Linked DNA regions of Capra hircus: region 2 is linked to region 1. The links are chromatin contacts, called in public Hi-C maps. All regions are on one chromosome and are shown on one strand. The core of a region is the stretch at or near the end of the contact, and the rest is flanking DNA. Distances in the headings are between cores, read along the strand shown. Region 1 holds the start of CLN6 (ceroid-lipofuscinosis neuronal protein 6). Region 2 has its middle 39 kb from the start of SKOR1.

Region 1 (6,886 bases), core at 1,804-4,303:
CAAGGGAGGGTCCCAAGGTAGGTCAGGTGAGGAAAAAGAAACCACATAATTGGACTGAATGGAAACAAAGACCTGGAAAAACTGAGCTATATAACCTCTTTGCTTCATTCCTCCTCACTAGGGAGGACACCCACACCCTTTCTCTCTGGGTGTGCATCTCTCCCTGTCTTCTGTTTTAACTAAACAAACCATTTCTTTGTGTGCTCTCCCACTTGCTGTTAGGCTGCATTTATAGTTCTTGCCTCTGTGATAAATGCATTTTTTCACTGGGGGCAAAGATCCAGGGAAAAATAGTTTCTAGGCTCTAGCCCTTGCAGGTCTGGTGGCTAGGATTCCTGGTTCTCATCCAGGCCACTCATGTTCAGTTCCTGGGCAGGGAATTAAGATCTCACTTCACACCACACTCACTGCTGCCTCGCCAAGATCAGCTGGACCATAAAGAAGGCTGAGCGCTGAAAAATTGATGCTTTTGAATTGTGGTGCTGCAGAAAACTGTTGAGACTCCCTTGGACAGCAAGAAGATCAAACCAGTCAGTCCTAAAGGAAATCAACCCTGAATATTATTTTAAGGACTGGTGCTGAAGCTGAAGCTTCAGTACTTTGGCCACCTGATGTGAAGAGCCAACTTATTGGAAAAGACCCTGATGCTGGGGATGATTAAAGGCAAAAGGAGAAGGGGGGCAACAGAGGATAAGATGGTTAGATAGCATTACCAACTCAATGGACATGAATTTGAGCAAACATGGATTGCTGCAGTCCATGGGGCTGCAAAGAGTTGGACATGACTTAGCAACTGAACAGAACATCCTGGCTTCACCCTTATCTCTTTGGAGCAATTCGTCAGAGCTATCTGAGAGGTTGTATACTGGTCAACAGCACTCAGTAATGTCCCCAAATAAAACATAATTCTCAACTTTTAGGTTGTGCTTTTTTTCAGCAACCACAACTCCTCAGTAAATTGGCTGTGCTCCACCTCAGCAAATGGAGTTCAGTTCCCTAAGCTCTCCTCCAGAAGCCTTGTCTGATACCACCCCCTCCAAGTCTCTAACCTCACAGTATTCAGTATCTTCCCCACCTCCACCGCCCCCCCCTGCCCCCCGCCACTCACCAGTCCCCCTGTTACTGAAAGGTATGTGTGTGGGGTCTGGTTTCTTGCCAGTCAGAAGCCAATAAACAGGCCAGGTTGGTGGAAAGGAAAGTTTCTTTATTTCAGATGCCGGCAACTGGCGCAGGGAGGGGAGAGGACATTCATCCAAAGGCCGACTCCACCCTCCCCCCACCATAAGCAGGAAGTGAGAGTTTTTATAGACAGAGTGAGGAGGGACACTGCACTTTTGCTGACAAAGGTCCATCTAGTCAAGGCTATGGTTTTTCCAGTGGTCATGTATGGATGTGAGAGTTGGACTATAAAGAAAGCTAAGCACTAAAGAATTGATGCTTTTGAACTGTGGTGTTGGAGAAGACTCTTGAGAGTCCCTTGGACTGCAAGGAGATCCAACCAGTCAATCCTAAAGGAAATCCGTCCTGAATATTCATTGGAAGGACTGATGCTGAAGCTGGAGCTCCATTAGTTTAGCCACCTGATGCAAAGAACTGACTCATTGAAAAAGACCCTGATGCTGGGAAAGACTGAAGGCAGGAGAAGGGGATGACAGAGGGTGAGACGGACATGAGTTTGAGCAAGCTCCAGGAGTTGCTGATGGACAGGGAAGCCTGGCTTGCTGCAGTTTGTGGGGTCACAGAGTCAGACATGACTGAGCGACTGAACTGGCTGACTGAGGAGAAGGGCCTACATGCAGAAACAGCAAAGTCATCTCTGACAGTCATCTTCAAACTGGTCATCAGCGGTCTGACCAGTATCATCTTGATTGTTTTAGGTACAAGTAATCTTCAGTTCCAGGGCCCATTTGTTCCCATTTCTTTGTGGTCAGTTCTCGGAATTGTGGCAGCTCATGTCCTGGGTTCAGCCTGGTCATCACATAGTTAACCTCTCTACCTCTGTTTTAGTATCTATAAGACAGCTCACAGAATATGGCTCCAAACATTATCTATAGCCCTGTAGAAGAAATTAAAGGTCCTTGACTATGCTTAATGAGAACATTATCTGGTCTCTTTTGACGGTTTTCCTTTGTTTCAGCATTTCTCACTTCTGTGATTAAACTCGTTTTAGACTACAGTTTTCCACAGGTCAGAGGCAGGCAGAAGATACGGTGTGTGTGTTGGGGGGGAAGGGGGCCGGGGGGAAGGATCAGAAGATCCTGCTCCGTTTCATCCCCAACTAAGTCTTCCTGGGGTACTGGTCATCCAGTCTCAAAGATGAGAAACTGCTCAGGAGTTAGTACATGTTTGAATGGAAGAGAAGGGAAGTAACTTTTATGAAGCCACAGAGTCCAAGAGAGTGACAAAGCCAGAATGGGAATCTTGAAAAGAATTCGCTCGTTCATGCGTGCTACCCTTATCCCACTGGTTTTTAATTCCCAGCGTCAAAGGCCACAGAGCTGACATTTTAAGGAGTGCTAGCTACTCCAGTGTTCTTGCCTGGAGAATCCCAGGGACTGGGGAGCCTTGTGGGCTGCCGACTATGGGGTCGCACAGAGTCGGACACAACTGAAGCGACTTAGCGGCAGCAGCAGCAGCAGCAGCAGCAGCAGCAGCAGCTTCCATCTGAGGAAGGTGGCTAACACAGCTGGAAGGGACATGAGCCCCTCCCCCAAAGCCTTCAGGTCCGCAAGGACAAGGGAAATCCAGTCTCGGCTCCTTCCCAAGAGAGTATTTAGGTCGAACTGGCCTTTCCCCACGTCCCTAGCCCACCCTTGACTACTATACAGGTTTCGGGTAGCCTAGGCAGAGTCCTGCCCCGGGCCACACGCGGGAGCGCAGCAGATCCCAGCCCGAGGAGGCCCCCCGCCGTGCGCCCTCCCTCCGCCCCTCCGCCCCGCCCCGCCCCGCCCCGGCCCTGGGCCCCTCCTTCCCCGCCGGGAGCTCGCCCCGCCTCCCTCGCTCTGCGGCGCGGCTCCTGGTCCCGGCCCCCGCCGGCTCCGCCCCCGGCCCGAGCCGCTGGGCCGGCGCTCTCCCTCTCGCCCGCCCCAGCCCGCCCCCGCGCTGGATGTTCGCTTTCGCAGCCTTCGGCCAGCGGAACCTGTTTACAGCTACCGGCAGCGGGGCGAAGGGCCTGGCCGGAAGGTTAGCCATGGAGGCGGCGGCGCGGAGGCGGCACCCGGGAGCGGCGGGCGGCTCCGGCGCGCAGCCGGGCGCCTCCTTCCTGCAGGCCAGGTGGGCGCGCGCCGGCGGGCGGAGCGGAACCGCGGCCCCGCCACGTGATCGGGAGGGCGGGGGGTCCGGGCCGCGGGCCGTGGACCGTGGACCCCGGACCCCGGGTGGGTCTTCCCAGCGCTACGCCTGCAGCTGTTTCCTCGCCCACTCGCTTGAGCCACGCCTCCGTGGCTTCCTGGGAGAGCCCCGGGACCCAGGGAGTCTCAGCCACGGCGATCAGCGGCCCTCATGGCCCGGCTGGCTCCGGGACGATCGCTCATCTGGGATCCAAGAAGCTCGGAATGGGGGCGGTGGCGGCAAGCCCAGAGGACACTGCTGCTCAAATAGGGCCCCCAAAGCGCCTGCAAGTCCCGGGCACCAACCCAAGTTCTCGGAGTCCTTCTAACCATGACTAGAATTTGGATTCTGGTGTTAACGGGAGGCTCACTCCTTGCTCCGAAGAACCCAGAATGTTGGGAATGCTAATAGAAGAGACAGCGAAGTGTGGAAACTCCCCTCCAGAGAAAGAACGAGGAAGGGCTTTACCGACACTGTTGCTGTTCCCTTCTCTCAGCAAGGGGAAGTTACTGATTTATGTATTGATAGTTGAGGCCAGGCACTTGGGGCGGAGGAAAAGGTACAGAAGCCGCCTTTTAATCTTCCACTTCACTCTGTCTTCATTCCGTTTTACAGGTCACAGACATTCATTGCATAGAGCAGGCATTCATTAAGCATCTCTGTGTGCCCCAGCGCTGTACCAGGGGTGGGTAAAGTGAAGCCCGGAGGGCCCCACAGTCCAGTAGGACCAGGGAGGAACAGAGGCCAGGAGTTGAGAGATCGACTTGGAGGGCTTCCTGGAGGAAGTGGCGCTTAAGCTGCATGTCAGAATACTCAGTAGGTGACAGAGGAATAAAGGCGATTTCAGCTCCTGGAAAGCTTGGGAAAGGCAAGCAGTGCAGTTTTGCTGGCACTTTCTGTGTGTACAGTGGCAAGACTGTGAAGGGCCTTTAATGGCAGCAGAACTGGGACCAGAGTGAGAGCGTAGAGTGCAAAAAAAATTTAAGGGGAAGCTCACTCTTGGGACACTAGTGCTCAGAAGTCCTCTATGGCCCACCTGTGCCTCCTTAAATGTTGGGTCCTACGCGTCTCGCTTGCCTCACCCTAGTTCCTGTCCTAAATGGCCGGTTAAGGGTGCAGCTTTTGTTCTGTAGGGCACAGGGGAGCCATGGAAGGTTTTCCAGCACTAGTGTGCTCGGAGTCAGTTTTAGGAAGTTTGTGGTATGATTTGGGATAAGGGAGGAAATCTAAGAGACTCGGCTGAGAGTAGCTCTTCCTGCTGCTAAAGCACATCTGGGTTCTGGATCCCCTACAAGGTGGGAGTCCTTGCCTTGAACCGTGGCAGTCCAGTTAGAGCTGTCTGTGAGCATCAGATGTGGTCACCACTTTACTTGCGCAGTGTCTTACTCAGGCTTTTCATATTTCATTATGTGCAAACCGAGACCTGGAGAGGTTACATCATTTGCTGGCAAGAACCAGGGCTTAAACCTAGGGCTTGTGGTTTCTGTTCTTATTGCTCCACTCTGGCAGCTCAGGTGTGATGTCCCTCTCTACTCCTGCATGAGCTCCCCACCAACCAGGATGCTCCTGGGGATTGCATAAGGGGCTGGCTCTCTTCCAGGATGTCTCTGCCCACCTCCCTGCCTTATTGCCCCCCTGTTCTCAGTCTCATTGCTGCACAAGACAGTAGGCAGAATCACCCTGTCCACCTCCTAGGATGCTTGGATTTCCTCTGCTCCATCCATGCTTTGCTTACACACCTCTAGTGACAAAGTGCTCACGCCCTTTTCCAGTTTTCATGTGTTCTGTTAACAGTTTCTTGTATTATAATCAAAGTAGTACATGCCCATGATTAAATAAAATTGCACAGACAGGCTTAGAGTAAAAAGCAGTGGTTGTTTTTCACCTCTCCCTAGTACCAGAGACAACCATGTTAGCTTCTTTTAGCTGTTTCTATCAGAATTAAATTCATATCTCTAAATAATAGTAACAAATATTACATACATACCACTTTCTGTGGACTAGGCCCTACTCTTAAGTTTTTGCATTGAAAAATGTTTTTGCGTAATTTAATTCGACCACAACTTTTTTTTCCCCCGACCACAATTCTTGAAGTAGGATATACTATTATCCCCCATTTTACAGATGAGAACGTCGAGGCCCAGGAGGTAACTTGCTCATGATTTGGTTAGTGATAGAGCTGGGATATGAACCCAGGCACGCTCCAGAGTCCACACACAAAAGCTACACTCAACTGCTATTTCTTGGTTTATCGATTTTTAGCCTCTGAAGCTAATGTTGACCTACTAATTATCCTGTTATGATTTGGTTTACTCATACCTCTTCCATCTTCACAAGATAGTTCTTTTTATGACCATTTTTAGTTTTGCTCTTTGTTACCTCTGTAGCCTTAGGAAATACGTGATACCATTATTTCTGTTTTGGTCAACTATAAAGCAGTATCTTTTTAAATAAAGTTTATTTATTTATTGAAGTATAGTTAATTTAAAATAAGGGCAGTATCTCTTGATTCCTTTTCAAAAGGATACTGTTAGACTCCTACCCTTAGTTTTAGCTTTCTTTGCTCTTTCCCTAGATCCTGTCATCTATAGTTTTACTTTCAAGTTGTCAAGGTTGACAGTATTTACCTGCTGTTTCTTAACCACAATTTTCTTCCATGTTTTGTTTGTGAATTGACTCTAAACTTTGAAAATCAATATACAATGTTTTTATTTGTTAACCCATGTAAATATTGTTCCCTACAGAGTCCAGTAAGTTCAAAAGTTACATTTACTTTCTTATACTGCTTTTGTTTGTCCTGGAGTTTCAAATTGCCTTTCCTTTTTTCCTCTTTTTTTTTTTGCTTTTGTTTTCTCATTTTTTGTTTAGAATTCTCATCATATCAGGTTATTTCACCATTGTGCCTATAGAACCCAAATCAGTCCCTCTATAGTCCCCATTCATAGGTCCCTGCTTGACTGCACGGTGGCTGAGACACCTTCCTTTTCTGCCAGGCAGTCCTGCAGGTACTGCTGACTGCTTTGAATATTTCATTTGTATGTTATGCGCTGTATGGTATGTACTCTCCAACTGTCGTGGTATCTGTTTTCCCAGATGGTAGGCTTGTAAAGCTGTGGAGGAGAGAAAAGGCCCTCCGTGTCTTGGGTTACCTGCCCTTGTGCTTCCATCGTTCTCAGCAGGAGTTTCTGATGATTGGGGCCTAGAGCTGGCAGTCTGGGGGCTCTGTGTCTGAGGAGTCAGGTGCTTGGGTTAGCATGAGGATGCTCATCCCCAGGACAGGGCTGGGGGAGAGGATGCCTTCCCTGTCCGTGATCTGCCTCATGTGCTCAGAGTCCCAGCAAAGAAGACAGACGCTCACCAGTCTTGATTCCCAAGTTGGGTGTCAGCCTTGCACCTGCCCTTTTTCTTTCTGCTCTGCTTAGCCAGGCTGGACTCGTGGCAGGGATCCCTGTTGACTGAGGTGCCTCCTGAGGTGGAGGAGGAAACAGTCATCGAGCCCTGGCTACATGCTTGGTATCCACAGCTTCCAGAGACACACTAAGTGCTTCCCGGACTT
Region 2 (7,309 bases), core at 3,796-6,295, 360 kb after region 1:
TTTGAGTTTTCTGTTCTTTCCTATGCTCTATTGGCCTGTTTTTATGCAAAATATTCTTTGTTTCGCTCTGTCTGGCTTTTTACATGACTTTGTAGTGTTCTGCTGTTCACTGTTGTAAGGCTGACTTAATCCTGTTCATCTGCATAAATTTTAGAATGAGTTTATCAAGTTCCTGGAAAACATATCTGAAATTTTTATTGGGATTTCATTGCATGTATAAATTAATTCATAAAGAACTGACTCCTATCTAGTATTGTCATTCTATTCATGAGCATAACATTTCCCTTAATTTCTTAAGGTTAATTTATATATCCTTTATTAGAGTTTTAAGGTCTTCTTCGTAGGTTTTCTTGCATATTCTTGGTTAAGTTCATTCCCAGGTATTGTACAGGCTCTTTTGCTGCCATTGTAAGTAGACGTTAGTTACTGCTGGTGAAGAGAAATGTTACAGATTTATATTTTAGGTTAATATATCTAGCGATTTTACTGAATTCTCTGAATAGTTTTTCTCTTAAGAGTCTTAATCTGTTACTTCTCTTTACTCTTTGTTTTTCAAGGCAATTTATCCATCTTCTACCCCTTTCCCCCTTTGGTAACCATAAGTTTGTTTTCCATGACTGTGAATCTGTTTCTGTTTTGTAAGCAAGTTCATTTGCATTATTTGTATCATATTTTAGGTTCCACATATAAGTGATATCATATGGTGTTTGTCTTTCTCTTTCTGACTTATTTCACTTAGTTTGATAATCTCTGGGTCCACCCATATTTCTGCAAATGGCCTTACTTCATTCAGCCATTGCTGAATAGTATTCTATTAAAGAAGATGTAATATATATCATATATCTCTCTCATATATATGAGATATGGATATATCTCCATCCTTCTTTATCAATTCAATACAATAGTTTATTTAAAAATATTTATTTTTAATTGGTTGATGATTGCTTTACAATATTGGTTTGATTTCTGTCATGTACCAACATGAATTAGGTGTACATATGTCCCCTCCCTCTTGAGTCTCCCTCCTCCCACCCACCCATTCCCACCCCTCTAGGCTATTACAGAGCCCCAGTTTGAGTCCCTGAGTCTACAGCAAACTCCCCTTGGCCGTCTATTTACACATGTCAGTGTGTGTGCATCCGTGCTACTCCCTCCATTCACCTCACCCTCTCCCTCTTCCCCCGCCCCCATCCGTAACTCTGTTCTCTGTGTCTGCATCTCCACTGCTGCTCTGCAGACAGATTTCTCAGGATCATCCTTCTAGATTCCATATACATGCGTTTATATACAATATTTGTTTTCCTCTTTCTGATTTACTTTGCTTTGTATAATAGACTCTAGGTTCATCCACCTCATTAGAACTGACTCAAATGTATTCCTTTTAATGGCTGAGTAGTACTCCATTGTGTATATGTACCACAGCTTCTTTATCCGTTCATCTGTTAATGGACATCTAAGTTGCGTCCATGTCTTGGCTGTTGCAAATAATGCTGCAGCGAACAGTGGTGAACATGTGTCTTTTTCAGCTTTAGTTTCTTCAGAGTGTACAACATGATGACTGTTTTATCTCTGTTAATGCTTCTCTTGTTCTTTCTTCGCAATTAGCTTTTTCTAGAACTTCCCTTCTTACATGCTGAATGTTAGCAGTAGAGTTGGAGTCCTTATTTTTTTCCAGATCTTAAAAAGAATACATTTAAAGTCTCTTTATTAAGTATGACATTTAATAATGTTTGCTTTAAGTTTTTTGATATATCACCCTTACCAAGTTAAAAAAGTCTCTTGTATATCCAGTTTGCTAAGTTATTATTGGATTATAAATAGGTAAGGAGCTTTATCAAATGCTTTTTCTTCACCAATTGAGATAATTGTATGATTTTTTTTCCCCCTCTTTATTAATGGGGTGATTTCTGGTGCTGAACCAAACTGAAATTCCTGGGATAAACCCTACTTGATCAAAATATATTTAAAAAAATATATGACTGGGTTACTTAGCTGATATTTTATATAGGATTTAAAGTTAAATCAGCTGAAACAAGCCTATTCTTTTCATTTATTGGTGTGTCTTTACTGATTTTGGAACCAAGATTACACCGGTTTCATAAAATGATCTGGGCAGCTTTTGCTCTTTCTAATTTTTTTGGAAAAAACATATAAAATAGGAATTAACCATTCCTTAACAGTTTGACACAACTCCAGAAGTTCATAAAATTTTTACTACCCTGACTCCTCCAGCCTCATTGTCTTCTACCGTTTACCACATGCTTTGGAAGATTTTGTTTAAATTAGTAAGTGTACAACTTTTTCTTCCCCCAGGTGGCTGCATGCCATAAAGTACTCACAGCCCTTAAGAATGGTGCCACCAGGGGACAAGGGTTTGATCCCTGGTCCGGGAAGATTCCACATGCTGTGGAGCAACTAAGCCCATGTGCCACAGCTACTGAAGCCCACGCATTGAGAGCCTGTACTCTGCAGCAAGAGAGGCCACGGCAATGAGAGACCCGGGCACCGCAGCGACACGCAGCTCTCACTCACTGCAGCTAGAGACAGCCCGCACCAAGCAACAAAGACCCAACGTGGCAAAAAGATTCCTTTAAAGAATGGTGCCCTCACAAACTCAAAGTCATCCATTTCAACCAGACTGTCACTCTGTTTACTCTCTGGAAGCAAAAGGATAAGGCATCCCTCAGCCCCACCTCAAGTCTCCTCCTTGGCCCTCACCTCTCACATTTGAATAAATGACTTAGCCTCCTACTTTACTGAGCCAAGGGGACTCCTAGAATCTAGCTCTCCTGCCTCTCACCTTACTTACTTACAGTGACTACATATCCAAAGCCAATCACACCTCTTTCTACTCGTCTCAGAGAACGAGATGTCCCTTCTTAAATCCAAGATAATTCCTGTAAATGTGCTTCAAAACCCCATCCCTCTCTCCCAGTGACCTCACTCCTTTAGACACCCTCTCTCTCCTGAAATTGAAACCCTCCCTCGCTACATGGCTCCTTCTCCTCAGACCAGCAACATAATCAAATCTCACCCATCCCCAAAAAATCCCTCCTTTGTGTGCCGTGGGACAGGCATTCTCACACACTGCAGGTGGGAGTGTAAATTGGCAAGATCTTTCTGGGAAGCAATTTGGTAACCTGAATCAAAAGCCTGAAAAATATTTGCACTCTTTGTCCCAGTAATCCTACCTCCAGAAATCCATCTAAGGAAGTAATCAGAAATGCTGACAGGGAGAGATGTTTAAAGATGTTAATCTCACTGTTATTTTAATAGCAAAAATTGGAAACTAAAGGGTCAACAATCAGGGATAGGTTAAATAAACTGTACTTGGATATAATGAAATTTTGTGCAGTCACTAAACATATAATTTTAAAATAAAAGTTGACATCAGAAACTGTTCATGAAGCAACGTTATAAGTGAAAACAGCAGCATGTAAAAAATATATACAGTGGTGCTAATTTTGTTATATATATATGGCTAGGGCTTCTGGAACGTTAGCTATTATATATATCCCGTCCCTCAATCTTCACAACATTCCTCTACAGTTAACACTGTTGTTCACATTTTGTAGAGAAAGAAACCAACTAGAAAGACAGGCATCAGCGTTTCCCTTCCTCTATAGGGAAGGAGGGGGGTTCTGATGAATTTCTTCATAGTCTTTCGTACTTTCTAAGGCTTTAATAGAGAGGTATTACTTTTTATCAGGGGCTTCCCTGGTGGCTCAGAGGTTAAAGCGTCTGCCCGCAGTGCTGGAGACCAGAGTTCGATTCCCGGGTTGGGAATATTCCTTGGAGAAGGAAATGGCAATGCACTCCAGTATTCCTGCCTGGAGAATCCCATGGACGGAGGAGCTTATATATGTGAGTAATGAATAATTTGAGCAATACAGAGAAAACGAAAACCCTCTTCCCACTATTGCTAGAGACAGAGAGACAGAGACAGTCCACTGTGGATAGTAGGGCTGTTTTATATTTGCTTTTAATTTATATTTGGCTTTGGTATTTATATTTGTTTTTCAATTTTGTCTGTAGACATATACAGTTGAAAAAGCAAACGTGATCGTCTTACCAAGTCAGTACTTAAAATTTGATAATTTGAGCCCTTTCAGCCGCTGTCTTTTGGTTTCTATGCTAGGGGAGGTCCAGGGCCCCTTTCTGCTGGAGTGGCCCAGCTTAATTTTGTCAATTGACGAGCCATTTCTAACCGTGCCTGGCCGCTCCATGAGCTTTGGGTTTAAGGCCTGGAGAACTGAGTTCTTGTCCTACTTCTGCCATCTACTAGCTGTACAACCAGAGGCTAACGGCTTTTCCTCTCCGGGAGCCAGTTTCCCCGTCCTTCGGATGGGGTAACAGCTCTTGCCTGCCCACGTGAAGGGGACATTGTGATGCTCCCAATGGTGATGGCTGTGGCTGGTTAAGTGCTGCCGGCAAAGCAGTGCTCTTCAGGCTCCTCCCTTCTGTCTCTCCTCCCGATTTCCCTGCAGCCTGAGGGATTCTTCAACTTGTCTGGAGTAGAGGAGGGCCAGAGGGCCGCAGAAAGGGAAGGGTCACGGTCCCCAGGCAAACGCTGGAGGTCCAGAGGCTCGAGACTGGCTTTAGGGCCCCCTCCAGCTCACTCGAGTCTTCCGACTGACATCGGCGGCGGAGGACTCTGGAGGCAGGAGCAAAAAAGAAATGCCTGGAGTGCAGCCGCTTGTAGCATGGAAAAGCACTTAAGGGCTGAAGACGCTGCCTGGCCGTCCCCCTTCCAAAGCGCATTTTCAAGCTTTTGCAGCAGCGAGCGGGTGCAGCGCCCAAGGCCTTCTTCCGCGGAGCTGCCGCCCTCTAGTGGCCGCGTGCAAATATAACAGCTGCTCTGTAGGCCCCGCCTTCCGCTACAGGGGCTGAGCTGTCACTCACATCCTCAAAGTAAGGGGCCCATAGAGAGCTCCCAAAGAAGACAAAACTGGCAGAAGGGGAAGCCAGGCCTGGGTGAACCAGGACTGGAACCTGGGACTCCAGATGCCCCACCCAATAGATGCTTACAACAACTTCTCGACATCTTTTAAGCAAAAGGCACCAAGCAGTGGTGAAGATTTTATTCAGGCTGTTGCAGTAGGGAAAAGGTTCATTCATGAGAACCATCTCAAAGAAAAGGAAGGGGCCTGAGATTTTAGAGAGGCAGGTAAACCAGGGAGCCATCAGTCTGTCTCATAGGAATAGCTAGAGGTGTAGATGTGTTGTTTTCTTGGAATATGTGAGAGCAAAGTAGCCCTGTTTCCCCAGAACTTAAAGAGATGGGGGAATTTCTTAACCACAGCTGCCTTTCAGGAGCACAGGACTCAGACGAAGTTCAACACTGTCATAATGGAGCAGGCTGCAGGAAGGCCACTTAAGAGGTGAGGGTAGTGAGGCCACGTCATGCATCTATGGGTTTTAGTGCCTGAGGCAAAATTCCAACCTGCAGATAATTAAGACAGCAAGGTGACCCCAACCTGAAGTTGAAAGCTCCCCTTAAGAGTAAAATCATCCAGTCAGTGTGCAAGGGAGGAGCCCAGCCTGCCCCAGAAATGGCCTGTGCTCAATCATGGCTTTTGGTTTGATGGAGCGTATCAGCAATGTGCTGGGATCACCCAGGAAAAGTGTTGGGGTTTACCTCAGGAAAGGCGGGATGGTGGCTGTGAAGATACTGTGACGTCCCCTAGGCAAGCTGGGGAAGGGCCAGTACGAGGGCAGTTCTGGGTCGCAGCTCCTGGGTCACTCTGTTAGCCAGTCGTCTCTGTCTGTCTCTGGCCCCCCGTCTGTTTCTCTTCCTGCCCAGCCTCTTTTCTCACTCACAATCTCTACTCCCCCATAACTTCAGCTGGCACTTGGCCACTTGCAGTTACCCCAGCCCCCGAGTCTATCCAACTTCCAGCTATAGAGCCCACCAGGAACTGCAGCTTCCTCTGGGTCTTTTAAGACCCCTCCCCAAAGCTAGCCTATGTTTTCAAGCCAGGCCCCAAGTCACTGACTGCCCTGCCATGCCTCTGGCAGGCAGCCTACCCAGGTCCGTCGGTTGTTCAGGGTGGCGTGGATGAATTAAATGACCTGCTTCTCGTAGGGGCTGGGACAGGACAGCCACTCTTAGAAGTGTTGGGAACAGCTGCGCCCAAGTTACCTGGGGCTACAGTCTGAGAAGCCAGGCCGGAAGGTGTCATCATCTCCAGGCACTTGAGCCCACCTATGGGTCCTACGCTTTGCCTACAGGAGGGTGCTGACTGAAGAGGGTGGTCTGACTGGCCGGAGAGAAAAGGACACCAGTGTAACAAGCCTGGGCTGTGGTCCCGGTAGTACTCCTGGCCTGACACAACTGCCCAGCCTCCTTGACGGACATCTTGGCATGAGGGCTCATGCCCTAGGAGAGTAGTTTGTCAAACCTGGCTCTTTGCTGCCTGTTTTGGCTTGGTCTGAGAGCTAAGACTGGCACTAACATTCTTAAAGGCAAATCATCAAAAGAAGAAAGATACCGCAAGACACAGGACCATTATATAAAATTCAAATTTCAGTGTCCATAATAAAACTTTTTGGGAACCTGACTATGCTCACTCATTTAGGCATTGTCTCTGGCTGTTTGGGCTGCAGAGGTGAGTAACTGTGACCAGGCCAAAGGTGGTTACTATCTAGCATCAACAGAAACTGTTTGCTGACTCCTAGCCTGATGCCGCTGGCTGCAAAAATCACCGCTGGCACTGGGGCCTGCTCATCAAGAGGGTTCCAGGAGTCAATCCGGGTGCTTCTTCTCCAGAAGGAGCCAGCAGCAGTAATGACTTGAAAGGCTGATGCAAGGAGCAGTTGAATTTCTCCCAGTAAATGAATCACTGGCTTCCTGATCCATAGATCAGCCTCGCTGCGTCAGCTAGAATAACCCTATCCTCAGTCTGACTTGGAGACTGTCAGGCAAGGATCTTTCATTACAGGTGACAGAAACCCAATGTGGACCATCTGAAAGAAATGAGACCGGGATTAAGATGACCTGGCATGTGGCATGGAATCCCATGCTGGCTGGATGGCTGGACTGTAGGGATGCGTAGGGCCTCGCTCAGACCTGGTATGGCCTGGCCCATTCTCCAGATGCCCTCTGCGCATCACCACCTGAACCTGTTCCAAGCTGCATCCTACACCATTAGCCCTCAAGGAGGGGTGAGCTGACCCAAGTCCAAACATCCTGAAGAAACACGGGCTCTGACTGGCATGTTCAGAGGCCCACCTTTCCACTGGACAAGGGGAGAGCAGTGCTAGAATGTGTATCTTTTTTAGTGTTTCTTTGTTATTTATTTGGTTGGGC

What was found. Hi-C and Micro-C count contacts between places; a contact is called where the count stands out from the background.
Region 2: a Hi-C map of liver shows a contact between it and region 1, with 4 times the contacts expected there. The contact joins the enhancer-like site here to the promoter of CLN6 in region 1. A contact is called at or near these places in 3 of 5 Hi-C or Micro-C datasets (blood and liver).

Annotation. Positions count from the first base shown.
Region 1 is chr10:86,219,235-86,226,120 of ARS1.2, forward strand. CLN6 (ceroid-lipofuscinosis neuronal protein 6) reads left to right here and starts at 3,054. Exons shown (of 8, transcript XM_018053598.1): 1 at 3,054-3,273. The coding sequence starts at 3,107.
Region 2 is chr10:86,576,891-86,584,199 of ARS1.2, forward strand. No RefSeq gene overlaps it. Among named protein-coding and RNA genes, the nearest start is that of SKOR1, 39 kb to the right of the region's middle. Within about 2 kb of position 5,046, at least 2 of the 5 cell types and tissues checked have an H3K27ac peak or open chromatin away from gene starts, as enhancers often do.